2 separate regions of the Gasterosteus aculeatus genome follow, and region 1 is linked to region 2. The links are chromatin contacts, called in public Hi-C maps. All regions are on one chromosome and are shown on one strand. Each heading gives the region's core, a stretch centred on a gene start, on an enhancer-like site or on the middle of the called end of the contact. The rest is flanking DNA. Distances are from core to core; before and after follow the strand shown. Region 1 has its middle 11 kb from the start of trnae-cuc. Region 2 holds the start of LOC120827744 (glycerophosphodiester phosphodiesterase 1).

Evidence for each region. A called contact is a pair of places that touch in the nucleus more often than the background predicts.
Region 1: a Hi-C map of tail fin shows a contact between it and region 2, with 4 times the contacts expected there. The contact joins the enhancer-like site here to the promoter of LOC120827744 in region 2. A contact is called at or near these places in 4 of 6 Hi-C or Micro-C datasets (liver, skeletal muscle, tail fin and 1 more).

The regions. Positions count from the first base shown.
Region 1 is chr11:11,810,556-11,814,479 of fGasAcu3.hap1.1, reverse strand. No RefSeq gene overlaps it. Among protein-coding and RNA genes, the nearest start is that of trnae-cuc, 11 kb to the left of the region's middle. Within about 2 kb of position 1,454, at least 2 of the 9 cell types and tissues checked have open chromatin away from gene starts, as enhancers often do.
Region 2 is chr11:11,681,757-11,685,747 of fGasAcu3.hap1.1, reverse strand. LOC120827744 (glycerophosphodiester phosphodiesterase 1) reads left to right here and starts at 1,255. Exons shown (of 6, transcript XM_040190848.2): 1 at 1,255-1,798; 2 at 2,825-3,000; 3 at 3,842-3,947. The coding sequence starts at 1,520. It overlaps dnaaf5 (dynein axonemal assembly factor 5), which reads left to right. Exons shown (of 13, transcript XM_040190850.2): 13 at 346-1,041. The coding sequence ends at 488.

The DNA of each region.
Region 1 (3,924 bases), core at 205-2,704, 130 kb before region 2:
GCTCTTCCCTGCTTGGTAAAAATAATTGGTTAAGGTTCAAAGAGGTTAATTTTGTGAGGAACAAAACACGTCTACAGCATGAATTGACTGTGTAAGAGTCTTTACTCTGTTTTGCTATTTGGTCTTGCTTGTTTCTCGGGTTAAAAGTAACTTTACAGATGTAGTTTTGTAGGAAGCAGCGATTAGCTGGAGCTTTGTTTCCCCGCCGCCTGTTGATGATGTCCTCCTCTGCGTCTCATCTTTCATGTCAGACTGTCACTGGCGTCCCGCAGGGTCGAATTTTGGGTCACGTCAGTGTGGTGCCAAGTGTCCTGGTGTCTCCAGCGCTGTGAAGCCACACAAACACACACATAGGCGTACGAGGAATTTACACGCAGGCAGATTCACAAATACACACACACACACACACACACACACACACGTGTGTGACATGTATACTGCACATGTATGCACAAATATATGCATGCTCGCACAGACTGTAGACCTATAATGACTCTAGTCTCTTTACCACCTGATCAATCATCCCGACTGCCATTAGATCTACTGGAGAGGAATTCCTTCCTAACAACTGGAGAAGGGGATAGCGTGGAGTGGAAAAGTGTCGGGGGGGGGATTTATATATGAGGGATAATGTATATTTTGCAAATGTGCAAACTGACTTTGCACATTTGCAAAACTCTGCAAATGTGCAAAGTCAGTGTAACTGAAATCACTGTCAACACCATGAAAACATTTATCAATACCTGTTGATTTTCCTGAACAGTGGACAAGATTTCCTTTTTCTCCGAGATTTCTCACTGCTTGTTCCCTCGCACCTCTCTTAAGACTCTGTGAAAAATAGCTGGCAGATGTAAACAGTTGAAAACCTAAAAAGAGAGAGAACAAAAAAAAGCTGCCTCTAGCTCGAGTCGTGTTGATGCATGTTTTGTATCACACTGGTGCAAAAGTGGTAGAGGAGTAGTGAGGAGTAAAGCCTCTGTGGATAAAGTACTTTATCTCCCCTGCTGTCTATATCTTTCACCCTGTCCCTCCTCCTTGCTCCTTAGCTCTTTGATATTTCTCTTTCTTCTGTCTGCTGAAAGAGCTGACTGTGCTGTTCTGAGCGAGTGCTCCGAGCGAGTTTATGTGTGTGTGTGTGTGCTGTGTATTGTTCCCTTCCTCCTCAATATGATGAGAAAAGCTTGAAATAACAACGTCTGGGGGTGGAGGGTGACCCCCGTATGTTTCATCTGTTTTCCTTCTCTGTTCTCAGGTCTCCAGATGACAGAGATGCTCTCTGCAGATCCTCTGCAGGTGTAGGCCTTTTCACCCCCTCTGGGACGCCTGTATGCACACACACACACACACACACACACACACACACACACACACACACACACACACACACACACACACACACATCCACACTAAGCTGTGAGTGTAAATGCGTGCAGAGACAAGTACGTGCTCACACACGAAGGCTGCAGCACGCGTACGAGCTGCCCCACTGTGGCGATGAGATAGGAAACCGCCCGCCGAATCAAGCATGCATTGTGTTTGGGTTTTGATCCAGACCTAGAAAACCACCCGGTACAAACCCGAGTAACCATAGCAGCAGAAAACCGAGCATGACAGAGAGCGGGCAGGCAAACATGCATACAACTTTACCCACTGTGGTTTAAGGAGAGGACAAACTCATGCATGCCATGCTGCTACGCGAACCGGCTTATCAAAGGATCTGACCTGCTGACCTTGAGGGGGGGCGGGGGGGGGTCATGCGTGAGGCACAGGCTGCAGCCGCTGGCCCCACCAACACCAGAATGTCTGATGTCTCAGGAATCTGTGCAGCAGCGCCGCACTGCCTGACCACGCAGCCCCACACGGAGCTGCACACCACAGCTCAGCCTTCTGTGTGGCAAGCAGGAGACCGGGGGAGGAGTTGGGGGGCAGAAAAAAAAGAAGATGACCCACTAAAATCGGCTCATCAGCTGAGATAACAATTTGGTTCTCTATTACTGTGCTGGGTCCGCGTGTCCTCAGTTTAATTTGAAGTTTCCTGGCTGGCAGGAAGAGCAGAAGCTGTTTTTTTTAAGAATCTCCCACAAAAACCTAATTCACTATAAGTTGTCTTTCGTTCATCATGCGTAATCCGTCTGATCAGTTGTATTGATTTATGTCCCCCACTTTCCACACTTTGCGGTACTCGGTTTCCCAATAAGGTGCTTGCGCTCTCAAAAACTATCAAAAGACCAGGAGATTGAGTCGAGGTTCACTCTGCAGGCAGTGTTTATGTCGTCAGGTGACCTCAGCTGGCTGCAGATGAAAGCCTCTGCAGTGGTTACGCGTGTGTCCCCCAGGCTCCGCCGTCTGTCCTCCGGACAACATACTGCTCGTTATCCCCCCGCCGCCCCACCGCCAACACCACAAAGGTCTCTGCCCTGTGTGTTCCTGTGCATGTATGGTTATGTAGTTGGTATGTGCGCGAGAAAGTATGTGTTTGTGTGTACATGGACATAATTGTGTGTATATATCTGTGTTTTTGCAGGAGCTCGCACCAGCCGCAATCACTTTTGATGGATATCTACTCTGGCTTTGGAGAGCTGTATGTTTTCCAGTGTGACTCATGGGGCTTCTGACGGATGTCTGTACCAATTTACTGCTACTGCCACTGCTGCTGGTCTTGTGCACCACCCCAAGTGTGTGTGTGTGTGTGTGTGTGTGTGTGCGTCAGTCTATGAATAACTGTCCTGTGCATTGGCTGGTTGTGGTTGTAGTTTCCAACTTCTGCTAGTGGACTTTCCACTCTTTTCTTGGAGAGCAGAAGAGGGGAGTTGAGGGAGACCGGGGGGCTGCTAGACTTCCTCAATCGCACCGAATACGTCAAATCAACGTAAAAACTGTAAAAATGAGTCAGGCAGGTTCTACGGGTGACTCACTTCAATCTTCTCTCTTCCGTTGTCAGACTCACTTACATTATTAATCCAAGCAAAAGAGTATGTCTGCTCTGAGCAGCCTGTCGTCATGTTACACACCCTGAGGTACAGACAAAAGTGCATGCCATTCTCTTGTAAAGGTTACATAATGTCCTTGATGAACCGAACAGACTAATGTACGGCGATAACAAGACAATTTCTGTTGAATCACCAGACGAGGCAGTGGCCCAGTTCAGGCAACACGTGCGACTTGAACTTTTGAACTTTTCAGAACGCTGGAGTGATAGATTCTTTGAAAATGTGATGTCAATGAATCCCATACGGCTAAAGTTAACACAGGATGAAACAGATTTGTCTGTGGTCCACTGGTCTTCGTCTCCTCACCAGAAGAAGCTGGGCAGGTGTTTGTGATGACATTTCACTGTATGTCCTCTGAAGTAGTGATTAGGCCAATGTGAAAAGATTGACGAGCTCTCAAAGCAAAAAGAATGCTAAGATGAGCATATGTTCGCTTTAAGTAATAAATAGCTTAAAGCTAAAATGAATCAATAATATTTGATAACTAGAGTAGACAAAATGAATGGTTGAATGGATAAAGTGAATTAAACCTAGGAAACTAAGGGGAAATCCTGTCAGTGCAGGTATTTCTTACAGAAAGGCGTTACATACCTTTGAGCTGAGGTAGTTAATTGGCTAAAGGAATTTATTTCAGCCCAAATTGCTTTGGTAGATCCAAGTCTTATCCAATCCAAACCCACTTGGGGTGAGTAAGGAGTGAGTAACCTCATCTAGTCGAGAAAAAAAAAAAGGAAAATATTTTTTCAGATCCCCGAAGGCAACAAGCATTTTCAAGAACTGCGTGACTAATTGCAGACTGCTTCAAACAATCAGAGGCTCTTTGCAGGAGGATATCCCACATGGGAATCGTTCACAGATCATGTAAATACAGTTGCGTCTTTTAAACACAGCATATTTTCTTACATACCTCCTTTAGATCTGTCTGGTGCTATTA
Region 2 (3,991 bases), core at 6-2,505:
TTCAACCATAGGGGTACAAACTCCGAAGAACAAGAAACAAGAAAGTGCAATTTCCTCAAATTCTGACTTTGTTGCAATAAACTGTGCCTGAATGTGAACACAGCATTAGAGCATTTGAATTTTACAAAACTCATGAGGTGTTGAGATCAAATGAACGGTTTGGGCGATGAGATTATGAGCTTTCCAGCAGCGAGCGAGATGAGAAGATCAATACTTTGTTTGTGTGTGAAGCTTCGTTCACTGCAGACGAGAATGCTTCTGTTTCCTCTTCCGCCTCTCATCCCGAGTGCCATTCCTCTCCTGAGTCTTTGGTCGCTGTTTGTCCATCTGTCCGTGTGCGTCCAGAGATCCTGAAGAGCGGCAGCTCGGTCCACCCGGCTCTTCTGAGAAAGGAGACGGAGGCCGTGAGAGACCAGCAGCGGAGTCCTCTGTACTGCGACCAGCTGCTGCAGCACCTCAGCCTCGTGCCGGCAGAGCGTCCGCAGTGAGCTGGAGATCGTGGCTCAAGTCAAAGGACGCTCTCACGTTCAAAATGTACAACATTGAGGAACAACCTCCAACAACATGATGGTGATCTTACAAAGGAGCATTTGGACTTGTCATATTTACAACAAAAGAACTTGCCTTAATTGAATTAACTCTCCTGCGGGTGAGTAGGTGACTTATTTTTTTATTTATAGTCAAACTTTTCAATATTCCTGTTCAGGCAGAATATCAGGACAGATTTTCGGCATTCATTCCTGTTAATGTCATCCTTTGGTTCTGATGTTTGGTTTTAATGAAGAAGAAAACATGTTTGATGCACCGGGGGTTGTTTTTAAATGTCTTTGTAAATTCCTCCACCCGACGTTCACCATCCACGCCTGCAGATGGTGCTGAGCTGAAGCAGCCGAAGCTGCTCAAGTGTTTGTTCTCTTTAACAAGCTATTTTTTCTCCTTTTAAATTCTTATATATTTAGACGTGTAATAGAAATTACAATCAAATAAATCTGAGTTCTTTTAAATATTGTGAAACCTTTATTAAATGATAGATGACAGTAACACTCGTGGATTGTTTCTATGCAAAGTGTGAAAATCCAAATACTTCTTCACACATGAATCCTAAAGTCACAAGATGTATGTAAAAACCTGATAAGGGACTAAACCATAATAAGTGAATTGTGCCCCCACCTACTTTGTTCATCTATCATATATATATATATATATATATATATATATATATATATATATATATATATAAATTTATTTATCCTTTATTTATCCTTGAACTGACACACTACACCTCTCCATCCTCCCATCTTTCCTTTTGCACGTTCACGAAACGAAGCTGCTGATCGTTAGTCATCTTCCATGTGTGTTTGAATCTGCTCCCCGGCCCCCCCACCACGTAGCCCCCTGAGGGGGGGGAGGAGGGCTGACAGCAACGCTCCATCCACGGCGGCTCTCTCACCCACGACTCTTTCCGGTTCGATCGCGAGGAGACAAACCCCCGTCCGGACCGGATCGGATCGGATCGAGGATGCTGCAGCTCGGGGACGAGGCGGTGTATTTCTCGGCGGTGTTCGTGCTGGTGGCGTCGGGGACGCGCAGCCCCACCGGAGCCTCTCTGCTCACCGCGTTCCTCTACGTCTTCATGCTGATGTTCCGCTTCCCTCCGGTGCCCGCGGACCAGGCCGGTCGCGTCCTGCGGCCCGGTGGTTGGGGGGCGGCGGCGGCTGGGTCGGGCGGCGTCCCGGCGGTGGCGCTCGGCGGAGGCGGCCGCGACGCTCCGGAGAACACGCTGGCGGCGATCCGAGAGGTGACGCGCGGCCACCGCTCGAGCTGTGACCGTGTGGTCCACTGTGCGGATCAAATGCAGCCCAATAGGATTCACTTTCTCTCTTTAGTTTCATAACTGCGTTATTACGCGTGATTTTGTGCAATGATCAGTGTATTGCTGACTTGAGCTGTTTTGGGGTTTTGCTTGTCGTGACTTTCCATCCTGCAGTGTAAACTGAGCCAAGGACACGAGAGCTGCTGGCGGGTTTTTTCCCAGCTGTCCTTGTGGTGTAACTGTCCCTCGTAGCATCCTACTTCATCTCTTCTAATAGCCTCGAGGTTCCTCACCTCCGCATGAGATTCTTTTCACACATTTTGATCCACGGGTCTATTCAACCTTCCCTATTGGGATTGAAGGATGAGATGAAATAATGAAGTGTGCTCTGAATATTGCACAGTACTGAACCAGCTGTTTCAGATAGTATCTGGTTTGCTGCTTTTGATCCTTTGGTATTCCTGTATGGACCAAAGATCTCGGTCATTCTAATAGCACGTATGTGCATCATGTCGAGTACGCAGGAGGTCTGTTCTTGAGGTTATTCGTTACTTGTATTGACTTTAAATTTAGACCGCATGATTTGGATGAGTTGATCACATTTTAAATGAAAGAACTCACTCAGTCTTTGTCTAATCTAATAAACCATCATTCACACACTTTGTTTAGAGGATTTGGGAATATACATTGATCCGTGTTTCATCTGATCTAAGCTGGCATCTTCCAATAATGCAAAAGAAAGAATGCGCTGGCGAGTTCAGTGTTTAGTCTACGAGACTCAAATCAAAAGGCCACCGTTTAAATGTGTTCTAGAGACAAACTGAGATCAACATGCGCCGTTTGAATGCGTTTTACCTTCTTGACACTCTTCATCTTTCATGTTCCAAATGGCATTCGGTTGATCTTCTGCAGAGAACATGCAAACTGCCTACAGACATAAAAGATTAACTTTACTAACTGCACTGAATGGGATCTATATCATCTGATCCCCCTTGGGACGTCCCGTTTTAGGCGAGTAGAAACGGCGCAACCGGCGTGGAGCTGGACCTGAGTCTGACGGCGGACGGAGTGGCCGTGCTGATGCACGATGAGACTGTGGACCGCACCACCAACGGCTCTGGACCCGTCAGCGGTCTGCGGCTGGTCCAAGTTAAGAAGCTCGATGCTGCCGCTCGTCACAGGTTGAAGTAAGATGCTTATCAAACACTCATTTCTACTTGTGTTTAGATGAGGAAACGACAAAACAAAAGAACAGTGGTTCAACAACATGTAGTTTGGACATATATTCATATCAGATATCTTGGTCTTGCCCTTCACAGATACAGTTGTGGTCAAAAGTTTACATACACTTGTAAAGAACATAATGTCATGGCTCTCTTGAGTTTCCCGTTATTTCTAAGTCTGATTTTTCAGAGAAAAAGTGATCAAATCTGCTGGGTCAAAAGTATACAGTACATACATCAGTGCTAATATTTGGTTACATGTCATTTTCCCTTCGATTAGGCGCTTTTGGTAGCATCCACAAGCTCCTGGCAAGCTCCTCGTTGAATCTTTGACCACTCCTCTGGACAGAATTGGTGCGGTTCAGTTAAATTTGATGGCTTTCTGACATGGACTTGTTTCTTCAGCATTGTCCACATGTTCTCAATGGGACTAAAGTGCTAAAGACCTGGGAGTCAGGACATTAGCACTGCTGTTATGTATATTTTTGACTCTGCAGATTTTGATCACTTTTTCTGTTGATCCATAATAAAGTCATAAAAGATACAAACTTCATGAATGTTTTTTGTGACAAAGAAGTATCTGTTCCAATCACTCTCAGAGAAGAATCTGATTTGTAGAAATACCTGGAAACTCAAGAGAGCCATGACATTATGTTTCTTTAAGTGTATGTAAACTTTTGACCACAACTGTATGTCACCATTTAACGTGTGACCTCTCAGTTCCTTTGTCACAACAAGAGAAGCGTACAACATTAAAGTGTGATCCAGCAGGAACTTTGCTTGAAGAACGTGCTTTGACCTCCAGGGACAAGTTCAGCGGAGAGAAGGTCCCGACTCTGCAGGAGGCGGTGGAGGAATGCCTCAGACACCAGCTGACCATCTTCTTTGATGTGAAAAGTCAACCTGATAAGGTTCTACAAGCATATACACGGATTCTAGCATGTGTGGAACGGTG